2 separate regions of the Mus musculus genome follow, and region 2 is linked to region 1. Evidence: chromatin contacts called from public Micro-C data. All regions are on one chromosome and are shown on one strand. The core of a region is the stretch at or near the end of the contact, and the rest is flanking DNA. Distances in the headings are between cores, read along the strand shown. Region 1 has its middle 31 kb from the start of Gm17644. Region 2 overlaps Sulf1 (sulfatase 1).

Region 1 (5,910 bases), core at 1,746-4,245:
TTGAAAATACTGTATAAGTTTAATCTGGCCTCTAATGTCAGCCTTTGATGCATTTTTTTATTTTACAAAATCATATTTTGTCATTTCCTTTCATGCAAAATTACAGAGAGGTAAGTTTTTTTGTATTTTTTTTTTCTGGCATTAATCTTCATTGGAGCTTCAGCATTCTCAAATCTCATACTGGTAACAGTACATTAGTTACTGTTCTTGTCTCAGTGAGTCAATACCTGACAAGAGGCACCTTAGGGGAGAAAGTTCTTTTGCCCCATCATAGGAGATAGACGAAAACTCTGCCCCTACAGTCAGGAAGCAGAGAGCAGACAGGAAGCTTCATCAGGCTACAAAGGCTCAGGCCAGCCCTTACTGATTGCTTCCTCCAGGGTAGCTCTGCCACCTAAAGGTTTCAGTGCTCTTAACCAGTGCCATCAGCTGGGGACAATTGTCCAAATGTGTGAGCCTTTGGGGGACATGATACATAGAATACTACAATACTAAATGATTAGAGTACTAGGAATCCTACCATTCCCAATAATTCAGCAAGGAACTGACATGGTAGTTGTCTTAAGCCACAAGAGGGATCTTCATGAGACTGATGAAGAGTCATGAAGAGTTCTGAATCTCTGAGTGTTGCCTTATGACAACCATGTCCCAAATCTTTTCTTTCTTGGCTAGACCCTGATGTTGTAATTCTGTTCTCCACAATCCACCATGGTACTGCACTAACCTGGATGCTTTCCTAAAACCACAGGGTTTTTAGAGCTGCTGCCTAGGAGCTCTTGTTGCCATGCCCCTCCATTATATGAGAGCACCTGTACGACAAACCCAGCTTGGGTCAGCTCTGACTTTGTCCTGTCCTTCAACCCTCTTCAGCAGGCTATTACTTTGGAGTTGAATTGTATTTGTTCCCAGAATGTTCCACAGCTAGGATGTTGGGGACAGTCCTATGCATATCTTTTGTGCTATCATTATTTCCTTGCTTTTCTGCTCATCCAACTAGTACAGGGTGGGTGATGAATCACCTACTCACTCTTATTCACAACTCTGAAGTAAGTACTTGCATAGAGAGTGTTGGAAACAGGGTCCTCAAAGGGTCAGGGCAGGATGAGGAGAGAGCAGATTAATAAACCAATTACTTACTAAGTAAAATCTAAACAAATTCATACCTGATAATTGACCCTTCCAATAGAAGCTTGAGGCAGGTACACAGCTCAGTTGCCTAACATGTATGAATTTGTCACACAAATGATGATTTATTTGTAAATTCTATTATATTTTAAATGATACTACCTTTTCTTTCCAATTTTTTACTTAAGAAACAATGATATTTGAAAGCATATTTAGTAAATAACACTGATTTCTGATAAATAATAACAAAAAAATGGTATTAAATACATTCTATGACATCACTTGCATCAAGTCTCAATAAAATAGCATTAAGAAACATTACATGTGGGCTGGTGAGATGGCTCAGTGGGTAAGAGCACCCGACTGTTCTTCCGAAGGTCCAGAGTTCAAATCCCAGCAACCACATGGTGGCTCACAGCCATCTGTAACAAGATCTGACGCCCTCTTCTGGAGTGTCTGAAGACAGCTACAGTGTACTTAAATATAATAAATAAATAAATCTTTGAAAAAAAAAAAAAAAAAGAAAAGAAACATTACATGTGTTTAAGTGGAACATTTTTAAATAGTTTAAACTATTGCTTTATGTATATTAAGTTCTCAATACTTAGTAAATGTCAAAACAGGACAAATTAATGAATGAACAATTGGATTGTTTTCAGAAACCACATAAGATCTTTTTGCATCAAAAATGGTGATCAATATTGATTCTTCAAGAGTAGTCTGGTAAAAGTAGCAAAAGGAAAATATTATTTGCTGAACAATAAAACTCTCAGGATTTCGTGAACAGTGAAGGAACAATTGTCATTTGTTGACTTGCTACCTTTCCCCTGCAACCTCATAATACTACTGGTTACCAGTCCCCGTTGCTGTCTAGCCACTCTCACTGCCATGTATTTTTCTCCCATTTCCCTACCAACTAAATAAAGCCAGGTCAACCCAATATCAAAGCCCTAGGCAATCCCTAAGAATCTAAGGTACTCAGTGTGTGTGGAATGACCATGGAAACTATTCTGGGTAAAGATGGAATATCAATTAAGTGCAATAGGCTAACAAGAGATTCCTATTCCTCTTTCTGAGCGTGAAGAAAAAGGGGGACCATTTTTGACCTTGCTCCCAGCAGAAAACCAGACTCATGACTTCCAGGAAACTATCCTTGGTCCAAAGACCTAACAGAGGTACTCGTGGGCCCATGAGGGTGTCAAGACCAAGAGCTAGAGTCTTCTCCATGATTGCCGACCAGCAAACCTTTGCCACTTTTGAGCTGAACATAATATGGTCCCACTTGTAGGCTACCTTAAGCACGGCATTTCTTTCCAAATGGAAGAAAATCAGCCTCAATTTCAGTTATTTATTGGACAGTTACTACTGCAAGATGCTCTAGGCAAACTGGAAATTTCTCTTTTTTCCCTTTTTCTTTTTTTTGTTTTTTAACTTTTTGTTGATGCTTTGTGAATTTTACATTTGCAAAATCAAATTAGTAGCTCTCAGTTCTTCATTTGCTTTCATGTTTATCGAAATGCAAATAGGGCTAACTTGCTGATTTACTCATTTATCTATAGAAATAATTAATGACTGTCAACACAGAAACAGAGCAGCAGCGTTCCCAGCTGGAAACCACTCTAGGCTTCAGAAATGTATTTGCAATTACAATGCAAGGTCATGCCAACATTACAAAAATAGGATTTAATTGCATTTGGGTAGAATTATTCCTAATAAATGTATCCAGTGAATTCAAGATTCACAGTGGGAATAAGAAATAAATGAATATTTCTTCAAAGGGGTTTTCCCTCCAGCCTCAGCAGTGACAACATTCAACTGGCCTTCTCGCCTGGAGAGTCACACCCCCCCACACCCCACCCCCGACTATAGCCAGCATAGTCTGACCTGACGTAGAACTGGTCTTTCCTACTACGCATGGCTTTTTCTGCTCTGTGCACACATGTGCTGGATGAATAAAGTGCTTTGCTTCTGTTATTAAGACATTTACACAAATATCCCCGGAGGCAGGAAGAAAGACTTCAGAATTCAATTGAACCCCTTGAGGTGTCAATCCTTGTCTGGTGGGGATTCTTCTTTGTCTGCCCCCTCCCCTCTTTTAAATGGAGACTTCACGCAGCAGGGGGCTGACAGACCCTGAAATCAGTAGGAAATGAACTCTTTCTGCAACACCGAATGCTGAGGCCAGACTCTCAGTCCTTCTAGAGTCCTTGTGAAAGAAGGAGGTGTGTTTGAACCAAAAAAAGAGATAAAGGCCATTTGGGAACTGCCAGGTTGGTCCAGTCTTTCAGGCTTGCCCCCACAGGGGCCGCAGCTACCATTGTTTTTAGGCTGTTTAGTGATAAAAGAAGTCTAAGTTCAGCTAATAAGTTTTCAACAGATTTCCACCAATGGATTGGTGAACTAGAGAAAATAGTAACATTTTCATTTGTTAAAGTCAAGTCTCAAAGAGGAGCTGTCAGAATCTGTGACATGGTGTGTGCATTGCGAAACGCACTGTTCATTAGAACTTCGGTTTTGTTTTTCTCTGTCTTCTCCTGTCCCAGTGTTTCATGACAAATATGGCTGTGTTGTTCTTTTTAATTCACTCTTAATAAATTCCATTGGCTGGCAGGTATGGTGATTCACACCTTTGATCCCAGGACTCCTAAAACAGAGGCAGGAATTTGAGGCCAACCTGGCCTTCATAGTGACTTCCAGGTCAGCCAAGGCTACATACAAAGGAGGCCTTGTCTCAGACAGACATAAAAAAATAAATAAATAAATTCTTTTAAATTGACTTTATAGGTAGGATTTTTGTATTCAAATGTATAATAATTCAATAAACACATTTAAAATTAAAAACTCAAAGCAAACCTGGTCTAGTGGTTCATTCCTTTAATCCAGATACTCTAAGAAGAGGCAGTGTAGGGGCAGACTAATCGCTGTGAGTACAAAGCCACTCGGATTATTCAGTGATTTCCAGCCCAGTCAGGACTGTATAATGAACCCTATCTAAAACAAACAAACAAAAAGACGACACAGGCTTCTATAAGGAGATTTGAGGCAGTTGCTTTTAGGGCAAAAAAATGCCATTAAGTTCTTTTTTTGTTTGTTTTGCCAATTGCTCTTTTTAACTTGAAAATGTCATAGACATTTATGGATTTCAATTATGGATTTTTTTAACTTTCCATTGCAAAAACTGTGAAACAAGTAGAAAAGTATAGAAGTTTGCTCTGTAAAGCTCCAATATACCAGTGAAACAGCTGAGAAGCAGTCAACTAAAGGTCAGTGTTTGAGAAGTGGAGGAGATTAACTCAGTAGATATAGTGCTTGCTATATAAGCATTAGGACCTATAAGCCTATAATCTCAGGTTTGGGGAGGCAGGAGAACCCCCGAACCAGTCCAGCCAATTGCTAAACTCCAAGTTCAGTGAAAGATCCTGTGTCAAAGATTAAGGTAGGGAGCAATTGATGAGAATATCTGCCACTGGCGTTTGTCCTCCATGCATGCGTATGGACACACACACCACATACACACGTACACACACAATATATATTAGAAATTCAACCATAAGAACTTGTCAGGATATTAACAGATAAAGCATTTCCAAATTTATGGCAGCATAGCCAAGACAGAACAGCCTAAATTCCCATTGATGGACAATTGGACAAAAGAAACATGCTATGGTCTGGAAACACAGCAAAGTAGTGGAGCTTGTTCCAATCAAATCACAGCACCACCAAAAGAACAGAAGAAATGACAAATGGAAAGAAAAGAAAATGGGATATTTTCAGACCTAGAAGACACTATACTAAGTGAAACAAGAAAGGCAAACCATATACTCTCATTTAGTACATATTTATTCTATTGGTTCTTTTTTCTTTTGAGAACCCTGACTATTATAGAATTGAACTCAGAGTCTCTCTTATGTCAAGCATAAACATACATGCCATCTACCAAGCAGTCCTACAACTGGGAATATTTAATACAAACTTGCCATTTCCCATGAAAGAATTTTAAATCATCCAGTTCACTATAATGAGTGATTAATATGAGCCAAAGAAATGGAGAGACAATGGGGAAAAAGTACAGGCCAACTTTCTCCTTAAGTTGTTGAAGATAAGTTCTGGGCATCTTCTATAAAGCGCAGCACCTATGACTGAGTGCATAGCATACTTAAGGTTTACAATGAGAATATATACTCTTGTCACTGCACACAAAAACATAGTGATAGTAGTAATACAGGTGTCAGGAAGAAAGTCAGTGAAGGATTTGTTCATGGCCTTGATGATAATGATGTTTTATGGCTATTTATGCACCTCCATAATCATCAAGTAGCACGTGCTAATTACACACAGTCTTTCACATGTCGATCATATTTCAATTATGTAGTGTTTTTAACCCAGTTAATCCAGCTCTGAGTTACTCATTACCTGTAACTGGTCTGAAACCATTCATTTGACTAAAGATCCTGGCTCATCTTTCATGGGAAATGGCATGCAGAATGGCAGGTTTGTATTAAGTATTACCAGTTGTGGGACTACTGGATAGACAGATGGCCTGTATGTTTCTGTTTTTATGGAAAATCGGGGTTGGAATGTAGCTCAGTAGAAGAGGAGTGTAGAAGCCAGTGCCTGATGTGTTCAAGGCCCTGGCTTCAATTCTGTCTTAGTCGGAGTTCTCTAAAGGAACAAAACCAATAGAATGAATAAGAGGAGATTTGTTAGATGGATAGGGTTTGAAGAGATACCAACAACAGCTATCTTTCACTGGGGAGGCTGAGAACCCAGTAGTTGCTTGTTATG
Region 2 (5,910 bases), core at 2,523-5,022, 200 kb after region 1:
CCCTGGGATGCTTCCTTAAACCTCTAGCTAATTACTCTATGTAGTGGGGCTGTGACTTCTTCAGAAGGTCCATGGTGGAGAAGACAATTGACATTTTGGTCAATGGATATTGCCTTATGTATGTGTAGATGTATGTATATAGCTGTGTTGTATAGAAGTGCGTGTGTGTGTGTGTGTGTGTGTGTGTGTACATTAAATACATGCAGATATATATGTGTGTGTGTGTGTGTACATTAAATACATGCAGATATATATGTGTGTTTGGCTTTGTGTGATGTATTGTCTGCTCCAGAAACAATACCATACACTGAGACTCTTAACTCACTCCTCAGGAAAGAATTCCTATTCCTTTTTCACAGGAAATCCATGAGGAATTTAGCTGATGGCAAAATGGGCTGGATTCCAAGTAGGCGGTCACTAGAAACTCTACACACATCATCGTGTTCTGCAAGAATCTGCTTGTACCATCCACTTCTCTAAGCCAAAAGAAAAAAGAAAAAGAAAGAAAGAGAGAGAGAGAGGGAGGGAGGGAGGAGGAAGGAAGGAAGGAAGGAAGGAAGGAAGGAAGGAAGGAAGGAAGGAAGGAAGGAAGGAAGGAAAGAGGAAGGAAGGGAGGCAGGCAGGCAGGCAAGCAGAAAGTTAGTACCACAGTACTGGGGTTCAGTCCTTACTATTTGTCCAAGTGCAGTAGCATAGGCAGCCCCAGTTGCAGGAGGTTGAGACAGGAGGATCATTTGAAGCCAGGAGCTGAGGCCAACCAAATCTCAGAAGTGATTCTGTTTGTGCCAGAGATGGTGTGAATTGGAATCACAGACAGCCCTTGCCTTTTAGGAGTAAATTGGCCCCGTTTTCGTGGGTGGCAGGTGCTGAAGCTTTGCTCTGGCTGGCACTTGGCTGTGGGTGGAGTCACTGCCTACTTCTGCTCCTCCAGGCCCTAGGCCTGCATACGCTGGGTGGAGAGACTATCCAGATGGATGGCTGCATCTTAAGCCATTTGGATTTAAGACAGAAGCAGACACTGAATCACTATCCCCAAAATTTCCAACTATGAAAAGTTATTTCTTTTGGTAATACTTACCCACAATAAGAATTCTGTATAGTGTGCAGTTATTTCATAGTGAAAGTATCTTTCAGCTTTGACAAACTTCTTTTGGGTCCCTAAACACACTTTTTTCAAGCTCAGTGATCGTCCCTCTGAGTGCCACCAAACCCTGCCTACAAATTGCTGAACTTTGCTTTGCATTCGGAATTCTGGAGCAGACTCTGAGGCGAAGACTCACTCATTTGTCCACTACCTGGAGAGGGAGCTAGGCAAGCTGCCTCCGTATAAGCGGACCACACATCCTGACGCGCAGAAGTGCAGGTCACAGTTTTCGTCCTGCCATAATCATTTTTGAACCAACTACATCTGCACATTTTTAGACACATCTTTCCATGTACACAAACCCCAAATGTCTGTATCCTTTTCAAAGACTCAAACACCTGAGCTATTGAGACTGAAATATTTTCCTTCTGCCGATTTCCCCAGCAAAGATTCCAGCTGCAAAGAGGTCCATGAAAGACATTAAAATCACGTAGGATTCTAATCACAAGTGCCAGTATCTAGTCAAAGTTGGGACTCATTCCCAACTTTGTGACACGGCTGAGTTGGGCCTAAACAAATTTATTCATATGTTTGTTTGTTTGTTTGTTTGTTTGAGATAGAGTCTTACAGTCCAAGCTGCCTCCAGACTTGTCTCAGCTTCTTGAGTGCTGAGAATACAGGCATCAGCTACCAGATTTATTGGTTTATCTGAGTGTTAGATTCCCTGAGACTGGAGGTCCTGGTGGATGTGAGCTGCCTGGTCCAGATGGATGCTGGGAACTGACCCTGGATGTGCTAGAAGAGCAGAAAGTGCTTAGTCACTGAGCCTCCTCGCTAGCCTCTACTTAATCTTCTGCAGCTTGGTCCTCACATTGCTGTGGTCTGTGTTGCCTTTTCCTGACGTGGCTTGGTAGTTAGCTGCCTTTTCTTCAGCAACCTGCTCTTCTGTGTGAAGACCTTGAAGGTTCAAGGCACTTCAGGCCAAGCCTGAAAAGAGACGAATGTAACATGGCTTGAAATAATCATTTGGAAACAGCAGAGGTGTGGAGGCTCAGGTGGGACCATAGCGTGAGTTCTAGATGCTCAGGGCGTGGGGTCGAAAGCCCCAATGCTGCTCTGATAATTATACATATAGCACAGGCATGCGGCTCTCTTGATGAAAATGGATGTTAACCGCAGAGCCCTTGCTCACGGCGAAGGCTTGCCCATGATTTACTATGCATTTGATTTATCTGCTGACAGAACCATCACATTGCTTGGCCAAGCTTTTTTACATCAGAGACGCCTCCTGGTGGTATTGGCTTACCAGTGGGAGATATGAGCTACTCATAGACACTACTAGAGTGGGTATCCTATTCACACATGACTTCTTTAGGTTTTTGAGACAGGTTTTCTCTGTGTAGGCCTGGCTGTTCTGAAACTTACTCTGTAGACTGGTCTGGCCTTGAACTCAGAGATCCGCCTACCTCTACTTCCCAAGTGCTAGGATTAAAGTCCTTACCACCAAGACAGGACTTATCTGAAATTATGTGTGGCTCAGCCCGCATGGATATTTAGAGCATACGTATATTGTGCTGGTGTCAGCTTAGAAACCTATGCATTGAAATACACACAATAATAGCACACAGGCGACACTTGTATATGGGAGGGAGAAAAGGATACATTTAACAGTGCTAGTCCTTATCCAGGCTCACTCTGTTGTCTTGCTAACATAGCTTCAAATGAAGGCCAGGATTCTTCCTACTGACCAGTGAGTCCTTTAGGGCTTGTAAGAGAAAAACTGAAATGTAAAGAAGTTATTGGGCCTTTCGAATGGAGAGGGGCTTCTGAGAGGCCTCCCGGGGTGAAAAGACATTGTTGGAACCAGAACTGTGAACTTGCTGCATTCCCACAGCTGTGGACAAAACAGGAACTAGGAACCCCAATGCGACCCCCACTACCACCCCCGCAGAGCGCATTTTCTGGGAAGGTCGAATCAGTCTCCCTGGGACCCACCACATGCTGCGGGCGTGAAGAGTTTGTAGGAGAAGAAGGAAAATCAAAAGAAAACACGATGAGTTTGCCAATGTCTGGGATACCCAGAGTTGGCTTTGCCGGTAATGGCCTCAAATTAAATTCCTCTCCGTCTTGCTCCTCTGCCACTCTGCCCAGGCTCACTTTAGAAACCAAGAGGCAGAGAACAAAGCAGGCAAGTTTGTTTTTCCAGAACAAATGGGGCAGTTTGGGGTCCTGGTGGAAGCAGCGCTGACAGCTGGCTCCGTGTTGGGACACTAAGGGTTTTAACACGGTTCATTCAAGACTGTTTAGTCTGGGGGCGGAGGATTCATTTATCAGCGCCAGTGTCATCGAGGCAGTTCTGATTCCCAATGATTTGTCATCTGTATGTGCCTGCCACAAACGAAATAGAACTGAGCAGTTACTGCAGGGTCACTTAAAAGCCAGTCCCCTTTCATTTATGCTCCTTAATGGAATTAGCAGTGAGGGACGGGGCAGGGGTGGGGGAGGGGGGAGGTGATGATGGGGGACCGGACTGACGGACACCTAGCTACTGCTAGGGTGCTTTGTAAATAACAACTGGCTCAGCATCGCCAACTGCTTCCCGCTGGCTCTTGCAGAACTGGCAGTGCATCGAGGACACATCCGGCAAGCTCCGAATCCACAAGTGTAAGGGACCCAGCGACCTGCTCACGGTCCGTCAGAATGCACGCAACCTCTACTCTCGCGGATTGCATGACAAAGACAAAGAGTGCCATTGTAGGGACTCTGGCTATCGCTCGAGCAGAAGCCAGAGAAAGAATCAAAGGCAGTTCCTGAGGAACAAGGGAACACCAAGTAAGCTCAACCTTGTGACCCCCCCCAGCCCCCCCCCACACCCCACACACATACAGCGGCAGGAGGATCCCTTTTCAAGACAACCTCCCCCGTGATTCACACACAAATGAGATGTTCTCGGTGCCTAGATTTCAGGATAAAAGCAAAAATCATTGCTCAGTTTAAAGTAAGATAGCAAAGATCAGCTAGAAATTTTACTTTGCGAGCATTTTCACTTAGTATAGAATAAAAATCCACTTAGTAACTTCCTAGGGACCAGGGCATCCACACACGCAGCGGGTGTCCCTCGGGACCAGTGGGGGAGGGTTAGAGCCATCTGACTTTACCTTCATGGTAATGCTCTAATATGCCTGCCTTAACTTGATTTAAAAGTTAAATTTTAGGTATCAATCAGTTCATGTGTGTTTAACCTTAGAGGAAAGACATGAGCAGTTTTTAAACGCATATTTTTCATGTTTTAGACTGTATCTTTAAATGTTGTCAGACGCTTGTATCTTGTTGAGTGGCAGTATCAAATTAGTTGAACTCAGTACAGCATATCCTTACTGCCTACAGGTTTTTTGTTTCTTTTTTTTTTTTTTAGTAAAAACTCTCAGGTAACTGATTGATACAGACTACAGAAAACAGGAGGAACATCTACTGAAGAATGATAGTCTACTGCCACCTCGTGGCATATTAGAGAAGTGGCTCAAATCTGTGCACATTCTATGTCTGGAAACAAATAAGTTCTGTTTAATTGGACACAAAACACTTAAGAGACTCAGAGTTCCTTAAAGCGACATTTTTGTGCTGAACAGAATAGACTAGAGGGCCATGAATTCCTTATCTAGGTGGACTGGTCTTCACTGGTTCTTAAAGTGGTTTATAGCCAGTACACAGAGTTACGGGATTGTCTTTCCTCCTGGAAGGAAATTTCACACTTAAACCTCATAAGAAAAATCACAGCTAGAATTAATAAGGTTACAAGGCCCCCTGATACAAGCATCCCACTTAGCAGCAGGAACACTGTCCCCTGCCAGAAAGTTTTCAAACTGCATCCTACAACAGGAGCAGGTTTCCTCTTTTCCTGAGGTGATAGTGGTGCAAGTCGTCGTCTGTCATGGCAGCCACTACTGCACCTGGAAAGTAAGGGGTCCTATAGGGACCAAGCTCCCCTGTAGGAAGGCTGACAGTTGCGATTCCCTCGTCTCTGTGACTCTTCTTCGTGACTTAGGAAGCTGAAGACAAGATTCCAGAGAAGTGTGCTTGGCAAAGCCCAAGCATGAAAGCCGAGGTCAGAGCTTGTACAATAACACCCTTAGCCAGGACCCAGCGGACATCAGGCAGCATCCCATAGTAGTGCACTGCAGGTGCGCAGCGGCCTTACTCTTAATATCAAGTGTTCAAAATGTTACATGGCTGATGCAAACATTCACAAATTTAGTCGTTTTAGAGCGCTGCCCTGTACTTGTGTAAATGTGCGGTGTTGAGAGGGGTCGTCTCTTTTAAAAAGCAGCTCAAGGCAGTGGTGAGGCAGTGCGTTCAGGCTCCAGGACCCAGCGTGTTCAGGCTCTAGGACCTAGGGAAAGCCCAGCAAAACCCAGTGCTTCAGTTCCCTCATGCAGAAAGAATAATAGAACCAATTCATGTTTGATAGCTCATAAGTTTTTTTTTTTTCAGTGTAAGGACCATTATGGCAATACTTTCATTTCAAGATTATGGATTCAAGATAGATAAGCAGTATACAAAGGACAGCTGAAGCTAATAACAAGCAGGGGCTATATAGTTCTATACTGACTACCTTAGCCATTCATGTAGAAAACTAAGTGTGGCAGCTTTTAGCCTGTTAGCACCCTTGACAGGACCCAACCAGGACAAGAGCATGCTTTTTGCTGCTGTGATTTCAGGAGCTACCCAGGACAAAGATGCCCCAAGGCTACTCAGCCTGCACTTTGTGTTCCTCTCTAACATTCCACGATGACCGGTGATACCATTCTCCTTCCCACCCACATCTG

Evidence for each region. Hi-C and Micro-C count contacts between places; a contact is called where the count stands out from the background.
Region 2: a contact with region 1 is called in a Micro-C map of embryonic stem cells, with 2.8 times the contacts expected there. The contact joins two enhancer-like sites. A contact is called at or near these places in 9 of 484 Hi-C or Micro-C datasets (adipose-derived mesenchymal stem cells, cerebellum, cortical neurons and 2 more), 3 of 115 datasets of contacts at active chromatin or transcription factors (embryonic stem cells and neural progenitor cells) and 2 of 9 other capture datasets (adipose tissue and embryonic stem cells).

The regions. Positions count from the first base shown.
Region 1 is chr1:12,633,751-12,639,660 of GRCm38.p6, forward strand. No RefSeq gene overlaps it. Among named protein-coding and RNA genes, the nearest start is that of Gm17644, 31 kb to the right of the region's middle. Within about 2 kb of position 2,996, at least 5 of the 459 cell types and tissues checked have an H3K27ac peak or open chromatin away from gene starts, as enhancers often do. A contact at or near this core is called in embryonic stem cells, where this site is marked.
Region 2 is chr1:12,832,414-12,838,323 of GRCm38.p6, forward strand. It overlaps Sulf1 (sulfatase 1), which reads left to right. Exons shown (of 22, transcript NM_001198565.1): 13 at 3,700-3,916. Among named protein-coding and RNA genes, the nearest start is that of Sulf1, 140 kb to the left of the region's middle. Within about 2 kb of position 3,773, at least 78 of the 459 cell types and tissues checked have an H3K27ac peak or open chromatin away from gene starts, as enhancers often do. A contact at or near this core is called in embryonic stem cells, where this site is marked.